Regions from separate parts of the Gossypium hirsutum genome. Here region 2 is linked to region 1. Evidence: chromatin contacts called from public Hi-C data. All regions are on one chromosome and are shown on one strand. The core of a region is the stretch at or near the end of the contact, and the rest is flanking DNA. Distances in the headings are between cores, read along the strand shown. Region 1 holds the start of LOC107897516 (transcription factor TGA4). Region 2 holds the start of LOC121203473.

What was found. A called contact is a pair of places that touch in the nucleus more often than the background predicts.
Region 2: a Hi-C map of leaf shows a contact between it and region 1, with 3 times the contacts expected there. The contact joins the promoter of LOC121203473 here to the promoter of LOC107897516 in region 1. A contact is called at or near these places in 4 of 34 Hi-C or Micro-C datasets (callus, leaf and petal).

The regions. Positions count from the first base shown.
Region 1 is chrA10:16,080,832-16,084,075 of Gossypium_hirsutum_v2.1, forward strand. LOC107897516 (transcription factor TGA4) reads left to right here and starts at 1,823. Exons shown (of 10, transcript XR_001684169.2): 1 at 1,823-2,109.
Region 2 is chrA10:16,289,878-16,293,216 of Gossypium_hirsutum_v2.1, forward strand. It overlaps LOC121203473, which reads right to left and starts at 1,659. Exons shown (of 2, transcript XM_041078794.1): 1 at 1,160-1,659. The coding sequence starts at 1,260.

The sequences.
Region 1 (3,244 bases), core at 573-3,072:
CTAGAAAATTCTAAGACTTCTATTTCAGCAGTTTTAGCTAGAGATGAGGAAGGGCAGATTTTAGGTGCTTGTACGTACCCGATAGCGGATGTGGCAGATGCTTTTGTAGCTGAGACGAGAGCATGTGAACGGGCTCTTTATTTTGCGCTAGATATAGGTTTCAGAAATCTCATCCTAGAAGGTGACTCTCTTACTGTCATCAAGAAACTGACATCAAACAAAATAGATAGATCTATTCTCAGCCCAATTTCACAGAATATTCGTTCTCTTGAGAGGTTTTTTGAGAAAGTGTCTTACCAGTTTGTCTCCAGAAAAATAAATAGAGCGGCGCATGCTTTAGTGGTGGAGGGACGACATCGGGTATCTCCCTGTTTTTGGGTTGAGGAGGCTCCTTCCTCTGTTGCAGATTTGGCTGAGATGGACCGCTCTGCTTTCTTCCTTTGGGTTTGAGATGTGAGTAGACTTTGAAGATTGGAGAAGGTTCGCGGAATCTCCTTTGCTGGGTTTCAAAGTCGATTTTCCTGATCTCTGTTTTGTGCTTCTAATGGGGTTTTTCTCTGGAAAGCTTTTGGCTGATATTCCTCTTGTTTTCTGCTGGTGGTTTTCTCTTTCTGTGGCTGGGTTTGTGTTGGTTTGCTTTGTTGGTTTTTACTTTTGATTAGTTAGCTTCTGTAGTGGTTTATTTTTGTCGTTTCTGCTTCTTTTTAGTCTTTCTTTATTGTTGTGTCAGTTTTTTTTCCTACCACTTTATTAATTGGAATATCAACTTTACTTAAAAAAAATATGTTATCATATGTAATAACATATTAACTTGTTATTTTTACATATTACTCACTAAAGAATTAGTTAATAAATTAATTTACGTCAATATTAAAATTTCATAATTTAAAAAATATACTAGATACTTAAAATGATCTAATTGGATAAAATAAACTAATTTTACAACTGTATGCATCAAAACTAAAATTTTAAATTTTAAAAAGTACAAAAAAATAAAATTAACCAATTAAAAAAGAAGAATTTACTTTTATAAAATTTATATGAAGTTAGGATGTAGAGATTTAGTTTTAGGTTTTGGTTAGGGGAATATCATGGAGAGAGAGAGAGAGAGCGAGAGAGAGAGAGTGTGAGACAGGCTTGAAGTGTTGAGATCAGCATTGTCTCTAACAAGTTGTGAAGGGGTGGGGCAATTAGAGCAAATATGTAAGGAAGGGTCATCATTTAATGATTAATTAGGTTCACCAAACGTCTAATTAAACTAAATAATATTTTTTGAAAAAGGAGAGAGTGAGATTCAAGCGCTGGTTAAGAGCGTGAAGTGGAAGGGAAGAAACAGGAGAAGGGACAAAATTTTACGCCGGAAACTGACGTGAGGAACACGCAGGAAATCAATGCGCGTGGATTAAAGGAAGAAAGTTGAGTCGGGTATAAAATAAACAGAGCTAGTGGAAAGATGACCATTTTTTAAATAAAAATAAAAAACATTTTGTATTTTTCTGAAAACCTCTAAAATAATGGCTAATGGGTAATGTGCTGTTCAACTCACTGTGGATTACGATATTACGAAGACAAATCTAACAAGTAATCATTTAAAAAATACTAATAGTAACCACAGAATATATAAAAGTTAAATGTTGTAGTGCAAAAACGTGCAATTGTTCCATTTTTTTATTTTTTATTTAAGGACTTTAAATTATTAAGTTAAATTCAATAAATAATTTTTAATTTTTGAATACGAATAATCACAGTAAAAAGATGAAGATTGTGTGAAACAGAATCGATCAAATCCAATTTTAAAAAATATATTTTTTGAATATTAAAATTTTAAGTGAAGGTCGAGTTTCTTCAGCTCGCATTACGTTATTATCCTGATTGTAGTAATACAATAAAATAAAATAAAGGGGAAAAGATGCGATCAGTGTGAAGGGCGATTGGGGTTCCCAGAAGGATTGGTGTTGGGGCATTATACGACACAAGCTTAGGGGTTTCGCAGAGAAGAAGAAGAAGCTATTTCCTTATGGTTTTTGAAAGGAATTTGTTTTCTTTTTTGCTGTTTTTGGACCTCAAATTTTAGCGGGAAACTTGTTCTAACGACTCTTTTAACAAAAGGTTGGTTTGTTTTTTTGTCTTTTTAATTGTTTGGTTTCCGGAAAAGCTGGGGAAAATCAATGCGAAGCATACCAACTTATTTGAATTAAAACAAAGCTTCTTCCTTTCTATACCTATATCTCTATTTTTTTTTTGTAGTTTTTGTAATTTGAGTTATCTTCTGTTGTTTTTCTCGCAAGATGGATTAATAAAGTATTGGAAAAAAAATTCTGTTTTGGAGCTCAGAAAATGGATTTTCAGTTGAACCATGTTATTGGGTAGCCCTCTTTTTTCCTTTTATTAATTTTGAATTGGTTTGAATTTCATTCAGAGGGGAAAACAGATTGAATAAATATTGATTGTGATTATTATTATCATAGTTATTTGAGACTTTGATCTTCTTTTTTTTTGTTGTTATTGAATGTCTCAATTAGATGTTTTCAAATCATTTTCATCCAGATTCATATGCAATAGCTTTATCCTTTTGGTTTATCTTAACTTCATCTATAGCAGAAGAAGCTCTTTGTTCATATTAGGAAAGATCATATGGAGGAATATCTTGTTATTGTAGTAGGAATAGCCTATGTTGATCGTGATTTTTTTTTTTGAAGTATTTGCGTCCAATACCCTTATTTGACTAATGTTTGATTAAGGATTGATCTTTAAAGAATCCTCTAAATATATGAAAATTTTGAAGAAAAAAAATTATTGAAACGCTACTCGTATCAAATATATCCAGGTCCGAGCAACAATAGGTCCACCATGAAAATAAGAGGTAAGTTCAACAGTGACCTCCAACAATGGCAAGAGTTGACAGCATACGACTGAGTTGGATGGAGGATAATGATATGAAAATAAGGATGTCATGATTGGGTTTTCAATCTTTTTCATACACTTGGATACAAATAAACCATATTTTCTTAGAAACCACTAAATTGAAGTTGATTGTGATTCATTGGTTGCCCTTCGATGGGACTATAAACTCTATGAGCTTGGAAAGTTAAAGAGGGGATATCGTTGTTCATCGTTTTTTCACTATTCATTTCTTGTCGATGCCAATGTCACCATAGATTTATCATCCTTAATAGCTAAGCTTCTATAGTGTTCATATGGAAGGGGCTAACTGCAGTTTCACAGTGTCAAGTAACTTGAATGG
Region 2 (3,339 bases), core at 409-2,908, 210 kb after region 1:
CAAATCATAACAACAACGTATAATATTTAATTTCGGTTAACAAAACATAATAAAGCATTTATTACTTGAAAAAGAAAGTAAAGTTGGGTTTGGGAAAGATTTAGTGAGTAGTTGATAGTGTAGAAGATAGACCAAAACTAATTAGGCAGTTAAGCTTAGAAAATACCTAAATAAGTAGTAAACTACGCAACTAGCCTAACAAAACAGCAGAAAATGCAATTAAGTTCATTTAATGAAGCAACTATTCTTTATAAAAAAAGGAAAAATCCAAGTGCTACTCAATTAACTTCATTAAAAACAGCAGGCACAGCAATTATGTTGTGTGGACACAATCTATACTCCGCTCCATTTTTATATTTTCAATATATACCCTAACAGTATTGATGACTAAATTATAATAATTTTAAAAATAATTAGTAAAAATATGAACAGATTATAGATGTTAAACTAAAATTAATAAGGTAATATACGTGCCCATCCATCCATCTAGACTCTATTGCCATCTCCCCATAAAATAGAAATTGTTGTGTTTAAAATTTTTCTTTTTCTGAAAAAAGAAAGAAAGAAAGAACTATAGTATAGTTAGTAGACTTAATAAAGTCGCACAATGTTATAAACAATTAAATATGTTTAAACTAAGCCTTGAAAGAAAGCATAAAGTTGGAAAAAAATTTCATTTTCCTTCCATTGGTGGATTGGGTTTTTGTGGCACAACTTTGTGTTAAAAGTAACTAATGGAAACACGCTTTACGGTTCCGTTTGGGATGCGATTTCATAGTTTTGATAACAAAAAAACAGATAAAGGGGGCCCAAAGCCAATAATACTATTCACATAATTTCCCCAAATCCACTGTATGTCCAAATTATTGAAGCACCAAGAATTCCCAGTTTGTGTACCATTTCTAGCTGTTATGTTCTAGTTTCTAACGTTTCTTTTGATTTGGACTTGTCTGTTTTGGGTTGAACTAATCAAATGAATTCCCAACTCAAAAATCCGTCAGAAATACTCGAATTTTAATTCCACAAAAAAAACTAAACTCAAAAGAATCTCAATCAAATCCAAACACGAGACATAAACCAGAGATCCAAATACGAAGCAAAATAAGCCAAAGGACTCAGACCCAATAGAATAAAAGGAAAAGAAGAGTTGGGATTATACCTGGAAACGAGCGGAGACAAGCGTTGAAGTATGATGAAGAGCAGGCATTTTATCCAAGTGGGATTGGGAGGAAAGGGAAGCGGAAGCGGAGGAGGAGCCATCGGAGAGATCCAAAGCGAAGGGGCTGCTGAAGCAATAGAGAAGAAGTATTAGAAGGAAGAGTACGAGTATTTGGATCCAAATTAGCCATGGAATTCTGTAGCCTTCGATGGTTAGTTCATCTCCAAAATCAAACATATTATTTGCTGAATGGTAGGTGAAAAGCTGAAGGGAAAACAAAGAGGGGGGGGGGATCGAAAGTAAAAAAAAAAAAAAAACGAATGGAAAGGTGAGATTTAAGTAATGATATGATGATTAATGGAAGCTGAGTGATTAAGAAAGTGAAATGTTTGATTGTAGCAGAGGACCACGCGCAAACTAATAGGCGTGGTTCAGTTGCGAATCAAGTGGGATCCTTCCGTCGCTGTAAAGTTTTGTTTCACAATACGATTTTCTTCCGATATTGTGATTTCTGTTACGTGTTGATAGTTATTTGTTTTATTTTTTTTCATAAATTAACATCATTATTATTTAAAGAAGTAAGAAGACAGAAGGAGGGAGCTTACGGAAAAAGTAGACATTGAATTTAATCATATAAACATAAAATAAGGATACTTATTCATAAATCCAGCCCCTCATAAATTTTACTAATATTTGAATTGATTTCATCTCGTCTAAAACCATGCTATTCCCAATTTATAATATTTTTCTATTAAATTATTACATGATTATATATAATTTGAATATCTTAAAAAATTTTCACACATAATTTTTTATTTTTTTAAACATTATAAAACAATGGTCAAATTTTATTTTTGCCGTTAAACTATACTCAAACTTGAGATTTAATCTATACATTTTAGTTGTTGACATAAATTTATTCCTCTATTTTTTATAATGTCATTAATTAGTTTAAATAGTTATATTGTTAACATATCAATCAAAATGTTGACATCAAATTTTCTTGAAAAGCACTATTTCAATAAAAAAATATTTTATCATAACGAGTTCGAATTGATGTTTTTAAGAAAAAGAAATTCTTAACAAGTATTCACAACATGACTACCAAGTAAATATTTTTTATTTCAAAATTTTATATTACATAATTAATTTAAAAATTTTAATGATGATAACAATTGAACTTAAATTTTTATATCTAAAAGTAGATGAATTAAATTCTTAAAGATAAAAATAAAAAAATTAAATTCTAAATATACAAAATGTATAAATATTTTAATTTTTTTACCCTATAATTTTAATACAAACTAATAAATACAAATAATAAATTTTTTTAATAACTTCATTAAAAAGTGTTTAGATAAAGATACGGTCCATTATAGAGGCGTGGGTCTAGCGTGTGGAATCACGACCATTAGAGAAGCGTGATGCTGTATCTTCGAGGTGTCCAACGTGGAATGTAAGTGGAACTACCGCAAAGGCAGGACGCGTTGATACGAGACGATACGCTGACGTGGGTGTAGTGTAACAAATTGCCACCCCTTTAATCATCTAAAGGAAAACGACATCGTTATATTATGATTCATTTTCCACAATAATCTAGTAAATTGCAATCCTTCAATCATTAACATTTAGAGACATGAAATTTACATGATGCTTTTTTGGACCGTGTACGGTTCAAAATAACCCCATCATTGGCTTGTAAGAAGTACTCTCACGTGCAAAGAGCCGGGGCGGTTCCATCTGTTCAAAATTTCACATTAACCTCGTGTTAGGTCAAATAAAAGTTATTTGTACACAAAATTTCACATTAACCTCGTGTTAGGCTCAAATAAAAGTTATTTGTACATTCTTCTTTTATATTTATTTCACCTCAAATACACTTTCTTTATTCTTTTTCTCTTATTTCTAAATTATACTTTATATTTATTTAAATAGCTCAAATAAGAATTGGTTGTACTTAACATTCACATTCAAAGCACTATCACTTATGTATGTAAATAATTTTTTTAAAGGGAAATTTATTAATTTATTTAATAAATGAAATTATTATGAAAAAATTTAATAATATTCATTGTAGTTATTCAAGATCAAGTTCTATCAACACAATAAATATTTTAACCTCAACATCAATAGAATATTATGACACGTTGACAATTGGCGGCTATTTTACCAAACTAACC